2 separate regions of the Drosophila melanogaster genome follow, and region 1 is linked to region 2. Evidence: chromatin contacts called from public Hi-C data. All regions are on one chromosome and are shown on one strand. The core of a region is the stretch at or near the end of the contact, and the rest is flanking DNA. Distances in the headings are between cores, read along the strand shown.

The links. A called contact is a pair of places that touch in the nucleus more often than the background predicts.
Region 1: a Hi-C map of the Kc167 cell line shows a contact between it and region 2, with 5 times the contacts expected there. The contact joins the promoter of jumu here to the promoter of Nuak in region 2. A contact is called at or near these places in 22 of 107 Hi-C or Micro-C datasets (the D17-c3 cell line, the Kc167 cell line, the ML-DmBG3-c2 cell line and 8 more) and 3 of 6 datasets of contacts at active chromatin or transcription factors (the Kc167 cell line and the S2 cell line).

Annotation. Positions count from the first base shown.
Region 1 is chr3R:10,347,841-10,352,269 of dm6, reverse strand. It overlaps jumu (jumeau), which reads right to left and starts at 2,088. Exons shown (of 3, transcript NM_079578.3): 1 at 1,683-2,088. The coding sequence starts at 1,742. CG31406 reads right to left here and starts at 3,509. Exons shown (of 5, transcript NM_169341.3): 1 at 3,153-3,509; 2 at 2,788-3,090; 3 at 2,663-2,725; 4 at 2,531-2,602; 5 at 2,260-2,474. The coding sequence starts at 3,350. The coding sequence ends at 2,361.
Region 2 is chr3R:10,262,035-10,266,607 of dm6, reverse strand. It overlaps Nuak (Nuak family kinase), which reads right to left and starts at 2,302. Exons shown (of 14, transcript NM_001382102.1): 1 at 1,730-2,302. It overlaps pont (pontin), which reads right to left and starts at 4,485. Exons shown (of 3, transcript NM_144351.4): 1 at 3,449-4,485; 2 at 3,193-3,391; 3 at 2,709-3,131. The coding sequence starts at 4,265. The coding sequence ends at 2,777.

The sequences.
Region 1 (4,429 bases), core at 839-3,338, 86 kb before region 2:
AAGCGCGTTGAACTTTGAAGTTGTTCTTTGTTGGCTTTTTGCTTTGATTTTTGTTTCACTAATTTCTTTCTTTGCTGCCATGTTGCTGCAACAAAGGTTGCCGAAACCTCGGAGACGAAAGAGAACAGTGCGAAAGAGATGGAGAAGGTGGGAGAAAAGCTTTTGATGTGGGAATTATTGTCGACTGTTGCTTTTTGGTTTTCTTTTGTTCTCGCACTTACACAAGCGTACAAGATGAAACGATTTATTTTGTTTGCTTTTCTTTGTTCCCCTTCGCACACGCACACGCTTACTGGGAATTCGCAACACTTGTAGATTGTGCGTGCGTGCGTGTGTGGAGTTTTGCATGTTGCAAGTAACAGGCGCACGTGTTTTCCCAAGTCCGTTCGTTTGATTTTCTATTGAAAATGTGCAAACTTTGCTGGAGGTCAGTTCCTCTGACGGACTGACAATTTAGGCGGTCAGTTTAGCCCAAACTTCAAAGCCATACCCCCACTTTCTGGCCCAAAATCATTAGCCACTTGGTTGGACTGTGACTAAAACAGATGAAAACCGAGAGATTCGAGGTGAACGCTTGGCCTTCAAAAAGTTTAAAACGCAAAAGCCGAAGAAGAGGCCACCAGACGAAAAACTCAGCGAACCGGCGGAGAAACACACTAAAGTACTCAGCGCATATTGGCGGCCAAGGAAATAGGACTGCAAATTTATTAACCTGTGCTAAACTGTAGAATGTGATAACGTAACTCTACAGTGAATACTCGACCAGAGAAACTCTCTAACATTATACAAGTAAATTTATGCCGAAGAAATAATCCTTTTAGTTAAAAAAAAATCTTTGGTACCTTCTCCTCTCATACTGTGTTATATTATAGAGTTACTCTTTGAAAATGAAGATAAGAAATTCTTAAACCTTATAAATTGCAAGAAATAATATATTATAAGGTGTGCTATTGTTTCATCCGCCGCTGTGTGTGACAGAAAATAAATAAGCCAAATAATTGCGAATGGCTACAACAAAAGAAAGACTTGTGCTGTGTGCGCCAAAGTAAAATACTCCAAGTGTCTTAATAATACAAGTAGAATAATACAGGCAATCCCCTCCCGTGAAAAGTGAATTGATGTCCACAATTAAGTGCAAATAACAGTCGCTTAACAGAGGTGAATTCTGCGGCTAGCCGAGTTAGTAACCCCCAAAATAAACAGCAGACTTCCTCAAACGCAATGGTACTATACTTCCATTATTTTTTATCGGCGCTCCGCTGTTCCGGTTGTAATTAATCATCAATTTTTTGGGCGAAAAAGAAATTTTTCAAAGTTTAACGATCAAATGTAAACACAGACACACACACACACAAACGTTAAACGCGGCGAGGGCGAATTGGCGAGTCAACAACACAGCTTTGGAGCGAGCGAGGCGGGGAATATTTGGCCGCAGGGGCGAGCGAGATGGCGAGTGGAACCAAAGTTTCGCCGCCAAACTGTTCTTGGTGGTGGGTTTTGCTCTTCATGTCGGTATGGGAACAGTTGGGGTGTGGGGAACGTGGAGACCGAACGTTAAATTCAAAAATTGCGCCTGTCTGTGTCTCGGCACATGCGAGTGTATGGGTGCGTGTGGCCGGCCGGCGAAATGTTCGCGAAAAGTTATTATTCTCGCTTAGCTCGCCTTTTTTGTTTCAACTCACCGCATATTTGCTGAAGAATCCCTCATGTATGCCGCTCGAATAATCCTCTAGTTCGAACATGTTGAATCTTTTATGTTTTTAGCATGCACTTTGTTTTGATCGATGTTTCCGCCTGGCGAAGATTTCACCGGAATATCGTCCGCCTCTCTGCTTCTTACTGCCAATTCCAATTAACGGTTCTATTTCGAAACAGCGCACAAAAAATATATTCAGTCTCAACACCGTTGTTCCTTGGCAATCCAAGCCGTGATCTCTGCACTTTTCAAATTCTACTTCCAGCAAAAGGACATGGCGCTCGCGCTCAATATATCGCAGTTATCAGGAGCGCACAACACCGGTCTCGTATTCGAAGTCGCGGAGCAATGATAAAATAAACCCGCCCGGTCAGAATTCGAACGAAAAATGAGAGCGCCCGAGACTGGAGTGACCGTACCTCCGTTTTTGGAAAACGTTGACAATACACGGCACCGCAACCAGTGGCAGGTTGGGAGCTCGGGTAACCATTTAGCCGGGAAACGAACCCTGCGTGTAACGGCTTTTTAAAAGGTAACCTCACTGTTCGGCATTCTTTGTTATTAGGTATTCTTAATTATTTATATTTATATTTTTGCTTATAAAAGCAACTAAAATCAATTTTGAACTTTAAAAACAAAAACAATTAACGCAACGTGATACAAATTATTCGGCTTGATGTTCGATGTGATCTTTTCCAGCTTTTTGAATGTCATTACACTTTTTGGACTTGTGCTCCCTTGTCGACTTCTTTAGGCTTGGTTTCATATTTGGATTTGCCTAAAATTGGAATTTTATAAATACTAATATTATTAGTATCTGTATCTTCATTTTACATTATCGTTTGTCGCTGCTTCTGGAGTTTTGGAAGCCAGTAGTTTTTTATCCTTCTTTAATGTGCTTGTTTTCTAAATATATTATATATTTTATAATATTTTAATATATGCATATCTTTTGATATTTCTTACTTCATTTTCATTCGAATTTTGTGCCTGCAGTTGCTTCCCATCCTTCCTTTTTGTTCCTGTTTTCTAAATATTTTATATTTTGTAATGTTTGAACAAATATTTTTATATCTTTGGATATTTCTTACTTCATTTTCGATAGATTCTTGTGCGTCTAGAAGATTTGCAGCCACCTTGACACACTGACGTGCAGCCGGAAGTTTCTTCACATTTTTCTTGGGCACAGGAGGTCCTTCTTCATTCATTTCATTAGATGCTTGTTCCTCCAAAAGATTTGCAGCCGCGTCGGCGCACGGAAGTGCAGCCTGCAGTTTCTTAACATTCTTCTTGGGTGCAGGAGTTTCTTTGGACCTCGCTGCTTCTGTATTTTGGACTGTGGAACTCAATTTGGAATCCAGTTGCTTTCCATCCTTCCTTTGGGTTCCTGTGTTCTAAATATTTTATATTTTGTAATGTTTGAACAAATATTTATATATCTTTGGATATTTCTTACTTCATTTTCGTTAGGTTCTTGTGCGTCTAGAAGATTTGCAGCCACCTTGACACACTGACGTGCAGTCGGCAATTTCTTAACATTCTTCTTGGGCACAGGAGGTCCTTTGGTCCTCGAAGATTCTGCTAGGATGTTCTGGTCAGATAAGGTCAGCACTTGGTTCTGCTTCTTCGTAGCTGCACTGCGAGTAACCACCATTTTCGGTTCAAAGCTAACGTAGAAAATTCAAAAAATCAAGATAATGGAAATTTGGTGTAGATTCAAGCGAAGTGCAATAAGATGTGGGAATTTCAGTAAAAAGGTAAATAGGTTATTTGGTTAGTGGCGCGACACTAGACAACCAGGCTACTTCCAAACACGAAGTCACAAATTTAAAAATATCTGAAATATTTTTCCCAAAGATATATAACCACTTAATAAACTTATAATAACCACTTAAGTTCAGTCGCAGGAAATAAAGCCCTTAGCTTGCAGTTCATTTATTAAAAATTATAATATTATATATTATAATTATAAAAATTATATATATATATATAGTGACGTATTTGGGTGGTCCAAACCAGCCACTTCCATTATTTCAAAGAAATCAGTAATGCACTCTAGTAATTTTCCATAACGTATCCCAGCTGCGCAGCATTCGTTTATCTTTGGCAGCGCAGCCGTTCTTGTAAACATCCTAAAGCCTGACCTAAGCAGATTTGACTGCCCTCTTTCAACGCTACCTAATCTTAAGAACCCAAGAGCGAGGCTCTCCCGAAATACAAATATTGTTCAAATACTGAGGCTTCTCCTCAATCCAATTTGCATTTGATTTTTAGTCTTAAGCTGAGATCCAAAGAATAAAGTCGTGAAACTATTTCTCCTAAAACTATTTTTTATTTCTTGGCGTTGTCCTTAGTCAACTGACGGGACATTAGTTCGACTCATAAATAAAACAACAATTTTACTGGCGCAGTCGGTAGGATACAAAAGTATCCGAAAAAAAAAGAACCTTCGAGTGGAAAATAAGTTAAATTTTATAGTCCAGTGCTCGAAACATCTCCCAAAATAAATTCGTGAAAACTCTTCAACTTGGATTATAATTCCAATTCGGTTATCCAATAATAAGTGGAAGTGAAATACGAAACAAAAATATTAAGTCCAAAGGCAACTAAGTTTTAAAACCAACATATAAAAATAAAAAATTAAAACAATATAGAATTTTAATAATACAACACAAAAATTTACAAAACAAAAAAACAAACAAGTGAAACTAGAAAGCTTAAAAATAATAATAA
Region 2 (4,573 bases), core at 1,053-3,552:
TATCAACAACCAAAGAGTATTGAATATATAATATACAACATATTGGTACTTACATAAATACTTAATCTTTGCATCAAAGCGCATCGGTGCTAGTAAAAATTCGAACAATCAAAGCATTGTTATTGAAAAAACCCATTTTATAACACCATGCTCAATTAAATGCAATGCTCGGCTTAAAAGTTTATCAAAAATAGAGTATTCGTTTGGCTGCAACAAGGTAACGTCGACTACTATGTATATTTCACCGCGCAGTTGACTTCATAAACTAATTGCAAGCAAATGGACAACATAAATTTGCCTTATAGCCAAAGTCAGTTCCAAAAAGAAAAATAAATCGTTACCAAAAGCAAAGGCGCAGAAACAACAAAGGAACTGCGGTGAAATATAGTTGTTGTTTTGTTGGCTGTTTGCTGCCGTCTACAAAACGTACATAATTGTTGTTGTAGTTCATTAACGTCAACACCGACACGCTCAAGTCGTTTTTCTGCTGTATTTTGCGTGTGTATTTGTATTGGCCTTTTTGGCCGGCATAAAATATTTTTGAAATAAGACGCGGCGGAACTGAAATATTGTGCTGTTCACAGGGTGATGTTTATGCACTTTATGGAAATAATTGTTTGCAAATGTAAAATATAATTGCTGTAACAGTAAAATAAACGTACATATATCTAAACGTTTCGTATTAATAAAATGATAATACATTTTGTTGTACTCCGTTCACCGTATCGAAACACCACTGTGTTACTAAATTACATAAAAGCCAATCAGACTCGAACCAGTTAACGGATCTTCCGCAGTGTAGGGCCAAAAACAGCGGGCGTGGATTGAAATTTGGCAACGATCGCGTGAGCAGGAGTAAGTGAGAGAGAGCATAAGTGAGAAAGAGATACTGGATGGTGGGCGAATTCGCTCCACGGAAAAAAATTAATTTTTGAAAGCAAATATTTAAGTAAGCACATTTTACAACGATATTATAATAAAATACTTAATATTAACTATACATACTTAACGAATATGATTTATACCAAAATAAAGTCTTTTAATTTAAATTGATAAATTTCTTCTTGTGTAAGTGCGCCGCCACCGGCGTCCCATAAAATGTGTTGTTTATGCGTTATGTTTTTGGCCAACTGCGGCGACCAATTTTCGCCCGCAAGATTTTCACATTAAAAATGGCTCGGCAAAAACAAATTAAGAAAGAAGTATGCGAAAATGATCGCTCGGCGCAGCTGCAAATGCGGCTGCTTCTTCTTCCCGTTCTGATCAGAGCGCGAGGGAGTTCATCGCTTCGTCTCTTTTGTTTGTTGCTTTTCATTTGTGTGGCGTGAAATTCTTATTTGATTTATGACCAGCTGTGGGTGCAAAAGAGACAGACAGCCGCTCAACTGGTGTACGCACAGAAATCAAATCACAACGCATGCTGGCAATTAATTATCAAGTCTCATAATCACCATTCATAAATAAAACAAACACACACGCACACGCTAGTGTGTTCCCATAAGAATACTTTCGCTTTCTATTCGGAGTCTCAAAAGAGAGACACAAAAAAAATACCGAAATTATGTAATTCTCTCGTTCGTGCTACTTAAATAATAATAACAGTTAAAGCCGGAAAAAATAAGTACAAATAAGTGTGACGCGCACCCACACAGCACTAATTTTCTGATTGGGAGGTGCGGCCTCCAGACCCATACACACACACACACGTACACGCATTACACGCACTTACCTTTTGTTGTTTTTCCTTCTTTTTTATTATTGTATTTTCGTTTGTTTGCCTTCGCTCTCTTTCGCTCTCCTAGCTGCCGCTGTGTTGTTGTTGCTGCTGCTGCTTGTGCTGCTTCTTCAACATTGGTTCATTCATGCAATAGATCCCAAATGTTTCCATTTTACCTTGATCCTGCCATCAGGATTGCATTTATTTCCGCCAAAACGGGTTGCCTGGCTTTGTTCACACACAAATAAGCTCGAAACACACACATGTGCGTTAAATAGTGGCTAATTGCGCGGAATAGCAACAACAAATCGCGACTTTTATTATGATTTCACATTCTTTCGGAAAACCACAAACGCACTCACACTTACACACACACACGCACGCCAAGTGCAGTTGCCGGCGTTGTTGGAGCGAGCGAGAGGCAAGATGCAAGACGCGAGGGGAACGGGCCGAAAAAGAAGAAGACGCCCACGCCGCGAATCGAATCGTTAAATATACTATTCACTGCATGCACTTCAGCGGAGCTCCCTGGCTATTTATTTTGGGGCAGTGCGCAGCTCGACGCTCGTTGAGTAACTGAACTCACCACCAATTGGAATTCTTGGCCAAACAACGCGAGCAGCTGATGTCGCATGGTGGGAAAATGAGGGTGGCGCGAGTGGAAGTTGCCATATCGCTGCGATCACAAGCAGCAAATATGGAAGATTAAGCGGAAAACGAAAGACAAAATAATTACAATCAAACAACCGAATTATAAAAAGAAAATGGTTAGTCCTCCGAGTTCGTTTAAATATGCTTATCTACGTATCAATTAAAAAAACCGTTGAAAGAAATTCACGATTCGCCCTAATCTAGCTAAGACACCAACCAAAAATTTCCGATTTACTTTCAGTTGAAGTGTGTACACACTTTTCTTGTCGATGTTTGAAGCGCCATTGAAATGATCATTTGAATGTTTTCAAATTACCACATCATTACAATAAATTAAATTGCTTATTATTTGATTTTTACTGGGAAATCCGTGCAAATGGAATTACAATTCAGCTTGAATCGTCAAACTTACAACATAAACTTATTGTTCTTTTCGGACAAATGCTTCGAGGAGCGCTTGGCGTCAAGGAAGAGCGAGTGCACATCCTCGATATCATCCTTGCTGATCTGGTTGCGTCCGTTCACCTTGCACATCTGATGAGCCGGGGTCAGCAGCTGGACGGCGTAGCGCAGCGTGGAGCTGGTTCCAATCTCGCTGAGACGTGTAAATGCGTTCTCCTCCAGCTGCAGTCCCTCGGTCTGGGCGCGCAACTTGATTATCTGCTCCATGTCGGCAGTGGAGTAGAGTAGTGTGCGGATGATCAGCAAACGATCGAGCAGATCTAGCGGAATTCCGTGCGGCGAAACTATGTCGGTGGTGCCACTGGAAAGAGGTAACTCTTATTAATAATGCGAATAGGTTTTACGAGCTAAGTATTTCTAACCGAATAACACAGCGTCCACGATTGGTGGCAAAAATCACAATTGGTGCAATGGGAGATTCCAGGGACTTGTGTAGGTAGGTGAAGGTCTCCAAATCAAGCATGTGAATTTCATCGATGAAGAGAACTCCGGGAACCAGCTCGGCTATGCCCTGGTCAATGTACTTGTTTACCACCTTGTTGATCTCCATGCGTAGTTTGTCTGCTCATCAAATGGTATTTTAGTAAATTTGAATGGGAAGAAAATTACACAACTAACCAGTGATTTCAGTTTTCTTCGGCTTCATAAGCTGGCCCATCATGGAGAGCACATCCTGGCCGCCCTGTGGACGAGCATTGGCCACATCCAGATCGTGCAGAGTAACATCCTGGATAACCTCCTTCTTCTTGTGGACATCGCCCTTGGGCAGCGGCACATACTCCTCGGTTTCGAGATCAAACTCAGTGGCAAAGGTGTCACTGCGACCCTGACGCTTTACGGCACCACTGTTGGCCTCTATGTAGATGACATCGCCCACCTCCACCTTTTCCTTTTGCAAGGCATCAAAGATGCTGGGATCCAGCTTGAGCTGCTTGGTTCCCTTGGCTGTTTTCAAGCCGATGACGACATTGCTGATAGTCTTGCCATAGCCACCCATAGGATTCTCGGTTTCCACGGGCGTGAGTTCCGTAACCTCGCCCTCGTACACCTCTTTGGTCTCACGAATGCGCAGACCAATGGAGCGCCGGAAATTCTCCATTAGCACCTCGGTCTTCTTGATCTCATTGCTGAATACCTCCGATCCGACCATGGGACAGAAGGGCACTTTGTTACCCAGCTCCTGGGCAATGGCCAGAGCAATGGCGGTTTTGCCCGTGCCTGGTGGCCCAGCCAGCAGAAGCGCTCGTCCGGCCATCTTTTTCGATTTGATGAGGTCCACCACAATGCCGGCTGCCTCGCGTGCCGCCTTCTGACCCACCAGTCCGGCTGCACTGTGCACGGCAGCTCCAACCTCGTCCAGGCCCAATCCCTTCACATGGCTGTGGGCTGCGATGCGTTGGGTGCGCACGGTGCTCTTGACTTCCTCGATCTTCATGGCGCCTCTAAATCCGTGTCCTGCCTGATGCTAATACTCTGATCCGTTTCCGGTTTCAGCTGTTTTTCGCCCGAGGGAGAGGAAATGTGAAGTCAAGCGTTGCAACGATCAAACAAACTATTGTTTCGTTGCCGTGGATAAAATTTGTTTTTCTGCCGGCGTTTTGATTGGAAATTAGAAGCACACTTTGTTTCCGCAGCCGTTGTTTACAGTGTGACCGTGCGAGTTGGAAATCCAAGCATGTTGCTTGGTACACTGAACCACATGGTAGAAAATAAAATAATTTATAATAAATGTTTTAAATATAA